Regions from separate parts of the Mus musculus genome. Here region 1 is linked to region 2. The links are chromatin contacts, called in public HiChIP or PLAC-seq maps. All regions are on one chromosome and are shown on one strand. The core of a region is the stretch at or near the end of the contact, and the rest is flanking DNA. Distances in the headings are between cores, read along the strand shown. Region 1 overlaps Med13l (mediator complex subunit 13-like). Region 2 overlaps Gm30657 (a long non-coding RNA gene).

Evidence for each region. HiChIP or PLAC-seq counts read pairs in DNA pulled down with a chosen protein or histone mark.
Region 1: a contact with region 2 is called in an H3K4me3 HiChIP or PLAC-seq map of bone marrow-derived macrophages, with 5 times the contacts expected there. The contact joins two enhancer-like sites. A contact is called at or near these places in 3 of 115 datasets of contacts at active chromatin or transcription factors (bone marrow-derived macrophages, embryonic stem cells and pancreatic cancer cells).

The regions. Positions count from the first base shown.
Region 1 is chr5:118,631,849-118,638,137 of GRCm38.p6, forward strand. The region is part of intron 2 of Med13l (mediator complex subunit 13-like); the gene reads left to right. Among named protein-coding and RNA genes, the nearest start is that of Med13l, 74 kb to the left of the region's middle. Within about 2 kb of position 1,378, at least 28 of the 459 cell types and tissues checked have an H3K27ac peak or open chromatin away from gene starts, as enhancers often do. A contact at or near this core is called in bone marrow-derived macrophages, where this site is marked.
Region 2 is chr5:118,401,455-118,408,665 of GRCm38.p6, forward strand. It overlaps Gm30657 (a long non-coding RNA gene), which reads right to left. Exons shown (of 2, transcript XR_878722.1): 2 at 1,338-2,136. Among named protein-coding and RNA genes, the nearest start is that of Gm30657, 8.5 kb to the right of the region's middle. Within about 2 kb of position 3,042, at least 100 of the 459 cell types and tissues checked have an H3K27ac peak or open chromatin away from gene starts, as enhancers often do. A contact at or near this core is called in bone marrow-derived macrophages, where this site is marked.

The sequences.
Region 1 (6,289 bases), core at 128-2,627, 230 kb after region 2:
CCCAGCTGCAGCAACCTTAGCCAGCAGTTTTAGTAGTGTGGTCTGTAGCCTCATGGTTGGCATAGGTCCTGTAGACCCCGTCAGAGAGTCTTAAAGGTCAGAGCTGTTCTGTGATGTGGAGATACCGTTTTCCTTTCCCTTCTGTGTTGATATTTAGGCTGACGGTGCCCAGGCAGAGGTGGGTGACGGGCATGTGAGTGCTAGCTCCATGTTATGGGATTCTCTCAGAAACCAACTGCTACATGTTACAGAAGAAGACGCTGGATGAAGTTCACCTTTCCCCTTTATTTTAATCTTATGTGTTCAACTGGTTTCCCTGCATGTCTGTCTGTCTATGTACGATATGTGTGCATACTTGTGGAAGCCAGAGGGAGTCATGGATTCCCTGAGTAACAGCCACCTGTGAGCCTCTCTGTGGCTGCTGGGTGGGTACTTCAGGTCCCAAGAAAGAGCAGCCAGAGCTCTTAACCATTGAGCCATCTCTCCAGCTCAGAGCTTTAAGTTCAGGTTCATGAAAGCTTGTCCTTTCAGCAAATGTGTTCTTAATATGTGGAGAGAAAATGCCAACTGAGGTCTGTGTGCCGCAGAGTGTAGTTATCCAAAGGGAAGTGCTGGCAGCCTCCACGTGATGCTTTTGACAGCTTCTTTTTGGTGGGAAAGTATTTGAACCTGAGCGTAAGTGGTGGGCAGTAGCAGACTTGAGTGTTTGGTGAGCTCTCCACCAGGCCAGAGCGGCCGTGACAAGGAAGACAAGGAAGCAGTACATGTGCTTGAGACGGAGCCTGCTGTTTGGATCCACATGGGAGTTTTGGAGAGACTTGAAAACGAATCTCTTGCTGAGTCGTCAGGTTATCACTTAACACACTCAGTGAGTTGGGTGTAGTTCAGGCCACTATTTGATTACACAGCTGCAAGAGAGAACAACAGCAACAACAAAGACTTTTTCCTCTGTTGAGATCAATGATTGTATGATTAATGTGGTTTTAAAGTTTAGAATAAGAACCATGTTGCCTTGTAACTCGTAGGACTCACAGCTCTCAGATCTGTCTCTTGTGTCTACTATGTTGGGCTCTCTGAATGGCTGGGAAAACTGTCTTTTAATTTCTTTAAAACATGGCCACTGCTGGGCAGTGTTGGTGCACGCCTTTGATCCCAGCACTTGGGAGGCAGAGGAAGGTGGATTTCTGAGTTCGAGGCAACCTGGTCTACAGAGTGAGTTCCAGGACAGCCAGGGCTATGCAGAGAAACCTGTCTTGGAAAACAAACAAACAAACAAACAAACAAAAATAAAACGTGTGCATTGACAGCCTATCTTCTTCGGATGTCTCAGTGCCTCACAGTTGCCCAGTTCCTCTCTTCTAGCACAGTTTCCTGGTTTTACTGCCTGCACTGGAAGTCCTCGTTCTGGTCTTTCTTCTAGTCTGTGCCTTCTTCATGACTCATTTCTTGGAGGTATTTGTTTGTTTCCTCTGAAGACCAGGTCTGATCGCATTTATCTGAGGAGCCACCGCTTTGGCTCATGTTCTTTCAGCAGATACTTAAATGCCACCCCGTATACCTTCTGCTGGTGTTCTTCAGGAGTCTGTCTGTCTGTCTGTCTGTCTGTCCCGTGGTGTCCGCCCCCCCCCCCCCCCACCACCTTGTGTTTGTGGTTAAGGAACTATGCCGAGTCTGGGCTGCTCTCACTTAGTCTCGTCACTGCAGAAGTCTTTGACCCCGGACAGGCTGTATAATAAACAAACATTTCTTTGTTTTGAGCTGTGAGTGCAATATTCTCATCCTGTTTTATGTTACACCACTGACAGAGCATCACAGTAGACGGGACGGTGCTCAGAGACTGGGTAGATACATGTAGCTTATATAGATTATATATAACAGTCATGTTACGTATAAAACTGGATGCAGGATAACATTGGAAAGTATTCAGATTATCTTTATAGCCAGGCAGTTTTGGCACACCCTTAATTCCAGCACCTAGGAGGCCGAGGCAGGTGGATCTCTGTGAGTTTGAGGCCAACCTGATCTATGGAGTGAGTTCCAGGACAGCCAAGGCTACACAGAAAAACCCCATCTCAGAAACAACAACAACAACAACAACAACAGAAAACAAACCAGAACCAAAAACCTTCATAAGCTGGTTCTCAGGTGTGGGGAAGTGCCATTTCTTTGGAGAAGTACTGTTAAATAAACTTGTCAGCTCCTGGACTGTTTTCTAGGGCACAGTCCATCAGCTGCAAGTGTGAGGGGAGCACTGCAGCTGTTAGTGAGCCAGAGGGAAGACCCTGAGGACCAGAAGAGGGGAGCACGGTGAGCAGCGTGCTGTGTGTGTTGGTGCGCCATGCTCTTTGCTGTCCTAGACTTGTGTCCATCTCCAGTCTTACCTCAACACAGGACACGCAGACTCAGTGTCTGCACAAAATAAGTCCTCTTTAGAGATGGTGCATACTTAGAGAGCAAGGTTTTCAAAGTATAAATATTATGGGAAAAGCCTGAGCCTTCGGATCCACGCAGCACCATAGGAAAAAGAAGCCTGCCTTGTTGATGAAGAAAGTAGTATAGGTCCTTAACAGGATACACTAAAAACTCAGTAACTGCTTTCTGCTGTATTTGGGAATCCTTCCCGTGTATAAAACATGACTTCAGTTTCCCTGCTACCTGCTACAGCCCCACCCTGGCAGCGCTCAGTTCTCATAGACAGTTCAGGTGCTGTCCTATCCAGCAACTGGTTGTTCCTTTCAGGAAGTTTCTCTGTTGTCCGAGTTTTCTTTCTGAGCCATTTCTTTACTTTTATAAACTGATTTTTAATCTGTTGTGTGTTTAGAGACTAGTCTAGTTTTAAAGATTGAATTCTAGATAGAGAATGGTATTATTTCTCTGACATAAATCCACTGGGTTCATATATGTAGAATTTTGTCTTCATTCTTGAAGTCATTGGATGTAAAACCTGATCCTGTCAGAGTCCCTCTCTTAGGTTTCCAGTTCATTGGCAAGGAGGGTTGCCCTGAACAGTTCTGGGGATCTTTGTACTGGGTGAGGTGTGTTAGTTTAGCAAGCCCCAGTGTGTACAGCCACCACACACCACACCACACCACACCACACCACACCACACCACACCACACCACACCACACCACACCACACCACACCTCATGGGATGTAGGAATGACTGACAGCAAGCTGGTTTGTTCACTCTGAGTTTTAGGTTATTGGTGAAAAGGAGGCGTGAACATTAGTAAACTCACAGACACAAGCGGAGAAGAGTTGAGAGACTGCGTGGGCTTGTCTGGGAAGTGCTGTTCTGAACTGAGGGTTAGTTAATGTTTTAGTCTGTTGTTGCTTTGGAGATTGAACACAAGGGCCAGAAACATGCTACGCACACTCCAGCCTTGGACCAGGGTTTGAGAAGTAGGAAAGAGTTGAAGTGGATGAAGCGACAGGATTGGTGACAGAAAGGACAGCAGGCTTTGTCGGTGGGTGATGCAGAATGTTTCTTCCAGGACTGAAGGCCAGCGTGGCTCTCAGAAGGGCTGTGCGGGGCTGTGGAGTCAGGAGAGCCCAGTCTGAGGGCAGAGTGTGGGTCAGCATCGGCAGGCTGAGAAACTGGAATGGCCTTCACCGTCAGAACAAAGCTTGTCTCCAGGAAAGTGGAGATTGGAGATGAGGTGACTGGGAATCAGTGTAGTGGTGACAGTGACTCTACAGAGGGGGGAGACATCATGGATGGCTGAGTGCACACAGACAACTCTTAGAGAGCCCTTCCTCAGTCTTGTGAAGGCCTCCCAGTGGGCCCTCTCACAGTGCCTCCCGGACAGGCTGTTGCTGTAGTGCTGGCAGAGTGAAGGCAGGTCCCCCAGGAGTCGCCGCCACTTTCCCGTGCTTGATTGACATTTGTTCACAGACAAAAACTGGCCTTGGAAGTCTAATGTTCCCAACTGGCAGTGGTGTGTGCTTCTCTATGACTGTGTTAATCAGGGACATAGATGGCCCTTATGTTGCTACACTCTGACACAAAAAGTTTCTCAGCAAACACAACTGGAAATATTTATTAGTGCAGAGAAATTCCAGGTCTTTTTTTCTTGCGTGTGTGGCCTAATTTCAGACGCTCTGCCCCAGCCTCTGCTTCCTGCTCTCTCTCTGCTGTAACTAGCACTGTTTTCCCACAGGCGCTTCACGGCTGACAGAGGATTAACTGGTTAGTGCTTCCGCCAGTGGCCGCGTCCTTTGTGTAGCTAGCTGTCTCTCAGTGTGCCTCTGTTGAAGTTACAGCAGACAAGTGCTAGCTTTTGTGGCAGATGTGACCAGGTGTGAGAGACAATGCCTGGAGTCTCTCATGGAGCAGCTGCTCTTGTTTCTGTGGTAGAATTACCTGGACTTCCAAAACCACCGATGGTCACTAGTACACTAGAGATGGACTCATTCCTCATCAAGGTAGGATTCAGCCATTCAGTGCAGTTGTGGGGCATCAGAGGTCACCGCACACCAGAAGCCCTTCTCTTCATACCTTGCTCTTTGAGACAGTTAGCTCTCCTGTATCCACGGTCACCTCCAGCCACTCTTGCTTGAAAGATGGAGTTATCCAGCTCAAGGCTTTGCTCATGGATCATGAATCAGGGCAGCTTCTGTTTTGGTCCAGAATGGGAGGATGCTCCTGTGGGCCGTGTAATACGAGTTTTGTAAGGTGGGAGTGTGTCAGCCCAATGGCAGGAAAGCGCTCACCAGTTGACATAGGGCTGAGGTTGCTTTCTGTGGTAAAGATAAACGAAGAACAGTTCTTTCTGCACTGACTGAGGGAAAAACCTTAAGACCTGCCTCCTTCCTTAAAAATTAATTGCATTATATGGCAGTTAGCTGGAGTGACTTCATTTTGTCCAATGCCCCAAAGGTTAGTTTTCCTTATTGTATGGGACGTTCATTTGAACATTGCCATTTATAGCAGAAGTATAGTATAGATCAGTAGCAGTTTGTGGGTGTTTGGGTCCCCATTTTGTGTGGGTAAGGACAAGGGGACATATAATAAATAAGGAGTAGTTTGGAGGCATGGTTAGAAAAGAGGAACTTGGCTTAGGTTCAGACATGTGTGTGTGTGTGTGTGTGTGTGTGTGTGTGTGTGTGTGTGTGTGTGTGTGCGCGCGCGCGCGCACACTGCTATAGCTTTCGGGGAAGGCTCTGCTGGCCTGTTTTTCTTTTACATTTTGTTTTTAGTTATGTCCATGTGAATGCTGGTGCTTCTCTGAGACTCGAGGCAGTTGTGAGCTCTGGAAGTGGGTGTTAGGAATCCAGCATGGGTTCTGGCATAGAGCAGTGGGTTACAGCCATCTCAACAGCCAATCTGTCTCAACAGCACCCTCCTTGGCTTAAGTTAGCATCGAACTTTTGCTTGTTTGCATCGAGGTGTTGCATCATGGTGGGTTGAACTTATCTCCCCTAGAACTTGGAGGCTTTTTTGTTTTTGTTTTTGTTTTTTCGAGACAGGGTTTCTCTGTGTAGCCCTGGCTGTCCTGGAACTCACTCTGTAGACCAGGCTGGCCTTAGAAATCTGCCTGCCTCTGCCCCCCGTGCTGGGATTAAAGGCCTGTGCCACCACTGCCTGGCTTTGGAGGCTCTTTTTGAGGGATGGAGCTTGTCTTGTTTATCATTAATGCTCCTGTTCCCATATCTTATTAATAAATATCCCTTGAAACATTTTTTGACTTTAATTGCTTATGAGTTAGTGAAGTGTTTGCTGGTGTACTCAAACGATGCTCTAAGTTATATCTCTAGAGTCTGCAGGCTGCACGGTAGAAGGAGAGAACTGACTTTAATATATACACATTGAAAAAAAATCTTTTTTTTTTTTTTTTTTTTTTTTTTTTTTTTTTTGTTTTACCTAGCTTTGAGGTGATATTTTTGGGAACAGCAGTTTGGGTTTCTTTATGTTATATAGCACTAAGAATTTGGGGGCTTCATCGTGTGAGTTTTCCCAGAGGTAGAGTTTGTGTTTTCCAACTGTGCTCCCCCAGGTCACGTGAAGGGGAGGGTGAGGCCCACCTTCATGTGTTGTAGGTGGAGGCTGTATTGCCGGAGGCTTCTGCCGAAGCAGTGTGCACGGTGAGTCCTGTCTGCTGCAGCCAGGGTCTGTAGGCTCTGAGGGACTTGTCCTGAGTCCCATGGTCATGGCCAGCCTTCGCTGGAGAGGGAGGTGGGGTTTCCTTTTGCTTTGCGATGCACCTCCCGACAGGCATGGTTCAGGGTAACCATTGTCCTCTGCAGCCTCTTGAAACTTCCTAACAGCTGACTGAGTCACTGTAGGAA
Region 2 (7,211 bases), core at 1,792-4,291:
CTTGTGTCTTTGCAAATATTCTAAAATCCAAAAACACCCCCAAAGACACAACCCCTGATGGTTCCCTGCAGGGTGAAGAAGAACACATAACCCGCATCCACACAGCTGGGTGAATGCAAACTACCGGTGTTGTTACACTCTTAAAAATGGTGAAAACCAAGCCGGGCGTGGTGGCGCACGCCTTTAATCCCAGCACTCAGGAGGCGGAGGCAGAGGCAGGCGGATTTCTGAGTTCAAGGCCAGCCTGGTCTACAAAGTGAGTTCCAGGACAGCCAGGGCTACACAGAGAAACCCTGTCTCAAAAAACCAAAGAAAAACAAAAAAACCAAAACCAAAACAAACAAACAAAAAAACAAAACAAAAAATGGCGAAAACCTGAAGTGATGGTTGGTTTGTGAGACTCTAGAGTTCAGGCTGGTTACAAACAGTGCCCCCCCCCCCCCCCGCCTCTGTTTCCCAAGTTCAGGGGCTCACGATCACTTCTGGCTGCCTACAATGTCAATTCAGTGGGTAAGGGGGATTGCTGCCAAGCCTGACAACCTGAGAACTCACATGGTAGAAGCAGAGAATTGACTTCTGCACAAAGACACACACACACACACACAGAGAGAGAGAGAGAGAGAGAGAGAGAGAGAGAGAGAGAGAGAGAGAGAGAGAGAGAGAGAGAGAGAGCATAATAGAAATTTTAAATTAAAAAAAAAATGTGAATCTGATTTGTATGTGTTGTGTCACAAGTTTTCAATCACCCAAGCAGGTATCCCTGTCACATCATTTCCATCTTCCCCATCCCCATTCCACCCCACAATGTTGGAGGAACTCTACCCATTTTAAAGGTGAGGAAATGATTTCCAAGGGCTGCCTGGCTGGCGGGTAACAGAGGCAAGGTTTGAATTCCTGAGTAAGTAAGTCCATTTGACTCCTGAGCCTTGCCATCCTCTCCGCCCCTCATGGTTAAGGAGATGTTTTTTCCGCACAAGCAGATCTGATTTCCCCAAAGGTGGTATCATCGGGTCCTAGCCCATAGCCCCATCCGCACCCTCTCCATTTATATCCTCATCTGCTTGATTTCAATGAGTCCGCACCAGGGACCAGGAACAGCATCAGCTCTGAGGGATGCAGAGATGATCAGGATGCTGAGAGTCTATCATCAGAGGTGAAGACAGAGCCAGGCAGGGGATGAAGGCACAGAGCATGGGGATGGGGAAACATGAGGAGGGAATTCTTCACAGAGAGCAGGAGCCTAACTGGCAGGGCACAAAAGGTTGGAAAATGGGGTTAGCTACTCCTGGGGATGGGTGTCTCCTGTTGCTGTGATAAAATACTCTGACCAAAGCAACTTCAGGGAGAAAGGATTTATTTTGCTCAGAGTTGCAAGTTACAATCCATCACGGTTGGGAAGTCACTGCGGCAGGAGCCTGAGGGAGTTGGTCACATCACATCCTCACATCCGGCCACAGTTAGGAAGCAGAGAGCTATGGGTGCAGGCCACTGCTCAGCCCCCTGTTGCTTTTATACAGTCCAGGATCCCAGCCAGGGGATGGCACCACCCACAGTGGGCAGGTCTTCCTACCTCAGAGAACAAAATCAAGATGATCCCCTGCAAGCATGCCTAGGGGTCATCTCCTGGGAGATTCCCTGGATCCTGTCAAGTTGGTGGTTCATTCCAACCATTGCAGGGTAAGAGAGTTCAATCCGTGCACAACTTGCACAGCATGCTAAAGACAACATGCTAAAGACCTTCAGACTCTGCATTTGAAGAGATGCATGTTAGGGTGCAAAGATTAAATGTCAATAAAGAGGTTATAGAAACAAAAAAGCAGTAAGCAGCATTAAACGGATGCTTGAGAAGTAGGAATCACGGACAGGTTCCGAGTATGCATCTGCCTTCCATTTGTATAGCCCACTCTTTGTGCATGTACATGTACACACGTGTGCATGTGTGCACACACTCTCATGTGCCTTCTGTACATCTATGGTATACCACCTACAGATGGTGTCATTACCTGTTCCTGCTACCCATGGCAGGTGGCTCCTAGTTGTCTGTCATTCCAGCTCCAAGGGGATCTGTCCAGGGGATCTCTGGCCTCTGTATGCACCTGTATTCCTGTGCAGATACCCACAGGCTGGCACACCAACCTATGCATAATCAAAAAATAATAAAAGTGAAAGGCAGAGAGCAATAAAGGAAGATGCTGGATTCCCACCTCTGGCCTCCACACTTACATGCCTGGTATGCTCACCTCCAGCACACATATTCCTCTAAAAAAAAGTTGACTTTAGGCTGGGCAGTGGTGCCGCACACCTTTAATCCCAGCACTTGGGAGGCAGAGGCAGGTGGATTTCTGAGTTCCAGGCCATCCTGGCCTACAGAGTGAGTTCCAGGACAGCCAGGGCTACACACAGAAACCCTGTCTCAAAAAACAAAACAACAACAAAAAAGTTGACCTTATTATTTAACCCAACATTTTATAAATATTACCAACTCCGCATGGGATCAGTCTCAGAACATTAATGTGTTGGTTCATTCTCTTTTGTTCACACTGACTTCAAAATCCAATCTGGGCAGTAAATATTCCCTGGAAATGCTGGATGTAATTTAGAGTTTGTGAAATCTAAGGGGAGAATAGGTTCACTCCCTCAACTTGTTTCCAACATGTATTGAAGTTTTCCCAAGCCAAGGCATATGTTTTTACACATCTGCCATCCCATCCAGAATTGGTGAGACTGAGGCAGGAGGCCTGAGAATTCAGGGTCAGCCTGTGCTATAAGAGAATCTAATTGGGAAAAAAAAATCTGTTATAGTTGGACACATGATTTTTCTGCTTTTCAGTGTAATTAACAAGCCTCTGGAAGAGATCGAGGGAGAGGCTGCTGCATCCCACAGCAAGAAGTGGCATCCGTGGGTGGAGCCTCACCCATTTCCAGTTACAGAACTGGAGCCCTGGGGTGTTTTTGATGCCCACACAAACCCTGTGTCTAAGGCGTAGCCCTCACCTCTCTCCTTAATGATGGCCTTAAGTCACTTCCCTTAGTGAGTCATTTCTACGGAAGGGATGTGGCTGAGGCAAAGCGAGACTTTCAGGGCTGGGTCACTCAGTTCACCATGGCCTCTTCTGCCTGCTCTTCTGGGTCATAGCAGCAGTCGTGACATGTCAGGCACAGTCAGCCAATCCCATAGTTCTACGTAGAGGAACAAGCCAGCAGCCCCATCAGTTTCAATCACATGGTGGCTGCTCAATCAGAGGTTTTTGTCAGCTTCACATGAGCTAGAGTTATCCGGGAAGAGGAACTTCAACTGAAAAGACGCCTGCATCAGTAGGGGCATATCTTAACTAGTGATTGATGAGGGAGGGCCCCGCCCACTGTGGGTGGAGCCATCCCAGGGCTGGTGGTCCTGGGTTCTATATAAGAAAACAGGATGAGCAAGTAATGAAAAACAATCCAGTATGCCTCACCCTTCCATGGCCTCTGCATCAGCTGCTGCCTCCAGGTTTCTGCCCTGCTTGAATTCCTATCCTGACTTCCTTTAGTGATAGATTATGACTTGAGAGTTGCTAGCTAGAATAAAGCCATTCCTTCTCAAGTTGCTTTGGGTCATGAAAGTAACTAACACTTAGAGCCCAGGCTCCACAAAGTCTTCCTTCCTACTATGGTCACTCGAGGTCACCTCTAGCCTGTGACTTTCTCAGACATCTGAGGTAGGAAAACCATCTCTCTTGATCCCAGCCTTGTGGCTCCTAAGGCTTCCAGGGAAACAGCCAGGGAATGTGTTGTGTAGCTGTAGGTGACCAACCCAAGCCAGACTCTGGCTGAACCCTGGTTGCTTTGTCATAAAATGGGGGCTTAAAGGCCATATGAGACTGAGAAGACATCTTGGAGAATGTTTAGCTGAAGTTCTATGTGAAGAGGAGCCAGCCATCAGGCCCCTTCAGCAGACCCACTGAGTCTGTTTCAGTCACGTGGTGGCTGCTCAATTCAAAGCTGCTATCATTATCTGCTAAGTTCAGGTTGGCCATGTAAGAGACAGTATGACCTGGCTTCCCGCCCCTGGAACAGAGCCAGCAGGGTATAGGCCCCCACAACTGTTGTTGATTGCTGTGGGTAAAGCCTTGTTTGTGTATAATAGTGTACATATTTTCACATTCCTCCTTTGAGGAATGTCCTCTCGGCCAAGATCAATAACCCCAGGGTAGTCAGAAACAGCAGGAGTCCAGAAGGTGAGGGTGTTTCTACATCTCAGCAAAACAGTTCAACTCTGTGACCTTCAGGACAGCCCTTAAGGCTGTGGGAAAGAACGCTGAAAACTTGAGTTTGAAAATATATAATTTCTCAACTATGCAAAATACAAAGATACTATATGAAGTGTATAAGGAGCTTCGTGGATCTAAAGGAACAGAGGCAGCTGCACTATGAGCCAGAAAGATATAAGGACAGGCAGATTCCTCAGTTCAAGGTCAGCCTGGGACAGGAGTTTAGGTCCAGTGCTAGATGTGATAGAAATGTTAATTTCAACTCAGGGTCCCAACCCTGTCTGTGCTTGTGCTCTCTCTCTCTCTCTTCTCTCTCTCCTCTCTCTCTCCTGTCTCTCTCTCTACTGTCTCTCTCTCTCCTCTCTCTCTCTCTCTCACTCTCTCTCTCTTTCTCTCTCTCTCTCTCTGTTTGGTTTTGGTTTTGGTATTTTGAGACAGGGCTTCTCTGTATAGCCCTGGCTGTCAAACAAACAGGAACTCACTCTGTAGACCAGGCTGGCCTCGAACTCAGAAATCACCTGCCTCTGCTGGGATTAAAGGCATGTACCACCAAGCCTGGCTCTTGCTGTCTCTTTCTAAGAATCAAGGGGCTGGGGTCCTGGGATGCTAATTCAAAAGGGAACCTGGGTTGATGAGTGGATCGATATGTACGTTCAAGACTGAGCTTTTGATCTGCAAGAAATGAGCTATCCGGCGAGTTTTTAGAATTGCAAGAAAGTTGTCTGGAGCAGAGAGCTCTCTGGAGAACTCTAGAGAAAGAAGAGTGTAAAGAGAGCAACCTGGCTTGAGCAGAACTCAGGCTGTCAGTTCGTAACCCATGATTTGACGAGGAGTTGCTCGTTTTGCCGCTCTCAAACACCCCTTCTCTCAGGGACCCCTCTCCAAGCTGAGGCTGGTCCTTGGCAGTTGTCCTTCCCCACTCCCTCTTTCCCTCTTCCCATTCTTCCTCCTCCCCTCCTCCTTCCCCTCCTCTCTATTCAGGGTAAAATACTCAGAGTCCTGGAAGGGAGTGTCCATCACTTCCAGGTAGCCACAGTTAGAGCTGTTAGGAGTGGAATATCCTCAAATTCCCCCTACAGGTAATTGGGAACTTGGCCCTTCTAGAATGTTCTCCATCAACTGTCCCAGTCATTCTGAAGCTTGTGACTGTCATTCATCCCTTTGGACATGAGAGGGGTTCACTCTGCACACAGCTTTCTGTTTCCTGGGTTCCTTATAGACTTGCACTCACAGAGAGGAGCCCAGAGGCTCCTCTGATGGCCTGTACCTACTGTACTCTTATACTGGGCTTTCACTTGGGGGATGGGCCCATGCTGGACTGCCCCACTGTGGTTGTTGGAGGCCTCTCGGCCAATCAAAGCATCAAGAACAAATTGGTCTGTTCTCAGTACAATGACTCTGGGACAGTGCGCCAGTAACCACATGCCTCAGTTTCCTTATGTCAAGTGGGGTCACACAGTACTGGTACTACCGATTAACCAAGAACATCCAACAAGGGGGTTCCTAGAGAAACCCTCAACTCTCAGAAGTGTCACGTGAACATGGCTGTGGCTCTGGCACCGTAGTGTGTGTCTGCGACTACCTGAAAGAGAGCTTCCACAAATAGGACTGGCTGTTCAGAGTCATGGAGACCCTGGACACAGACCCCTCGGAAACACCAGCGCAACCATGCAACTAGGTTGAGTTTCAACAGTAAAAATCAATTTCTCACCGGAGGCTCCCCAGCCCCTGTAATATTTCTCGGTCCTTTTTTTTTTTTTTTTTTTTTTTTTTTTGGTTAATGGCTTGGGGGTTTCTGCACTGTTTTGCTCAGCCACGCGGGGAAATGTTTAATGAATCCTGTGAATATTCATTAATACTTTCTGATGGGGGAGGCCCTGCTGCCGTCCAGTGGGTCTCTGAGCACCAGCGTGGGGAGAGCAGCACACCTCCTGATTGGCGAGATTTGTTTTCCATTTCTGGTTGCCCTATTTTCTGAGACCTCAGGGGGCTCGCAGGGCCAAGCGGGGCGGCAGAGCTGTTTCCCTGCTTGGTCTCCATAGGCTCAGGAAGGAGTTCTAGAAAGCCAGGCTGTGAAACAGAAGATACAGAAAACCCCCTGCATCCCTGCATCCCCGCCTCCGTGCTCTGTGCTCTGCGCAGCAGGCTCCAGACCCTGCATCCTGCACCCGTGCTCTGCAGGAGGCTCCTTGAAGACACCACCACACAGAGACAGGGCAATCCATGCCAGGGGAAGCTCGACAGATGAGCAACTGACACAAAGGGCCCCTAACAAGAGAATGGACGGCTGAGAATACTTACAACAACAGATCGCTGTACAGGAAAGAATGTGAGATGACCTGGCCTGTGGAATTAAAATGGTTGATTTTTTTTTTCAATTGAGTTAAAATTCATATGTCACAAGTAGCTCTCCAATATACATGTGCAATGCAGTGGTTTTTAATATATTCAGAAGATTGCACAATCATTCTTGCTATCTAATTCTGGAATACTTTGTCATTGTTACTTCTCCTTTGGGCCTTCAACACAACTCCAGGAAACCCCCGCCTCAACCTTCTGTGTATTCAGGACATTTGCAGTGAATAGAAACTATGAATGCTTTGTTTCTGGATCCTTTTGCTTAGCACAACTTCAGGATTCATTTATGTCATAGCATCATGAATACTTTATTCTGTTCTGCTTCATGGCCAAATGATGTCCCACTGTATGGGTATACCACAGTTTATGTATCTACCTATCCATCAGGGGCACTTGGATTTTATCCCGTTTTGACCAGAAATATAATACACTGTGGCTTCTCCTTCTCCTCTTGTATCTTAGTCAGAGTTTCTACTCCTGCACAAACATCATGACCAAGAAGCAAGTTGGGGAGGAAAGGGTTTATTCAGCTTACACTTTCCACACTGCTGTTCATCACCAAAGGAAGTCAGGACTGGAACTCAAGCAGGTCAGGAAGCAGGA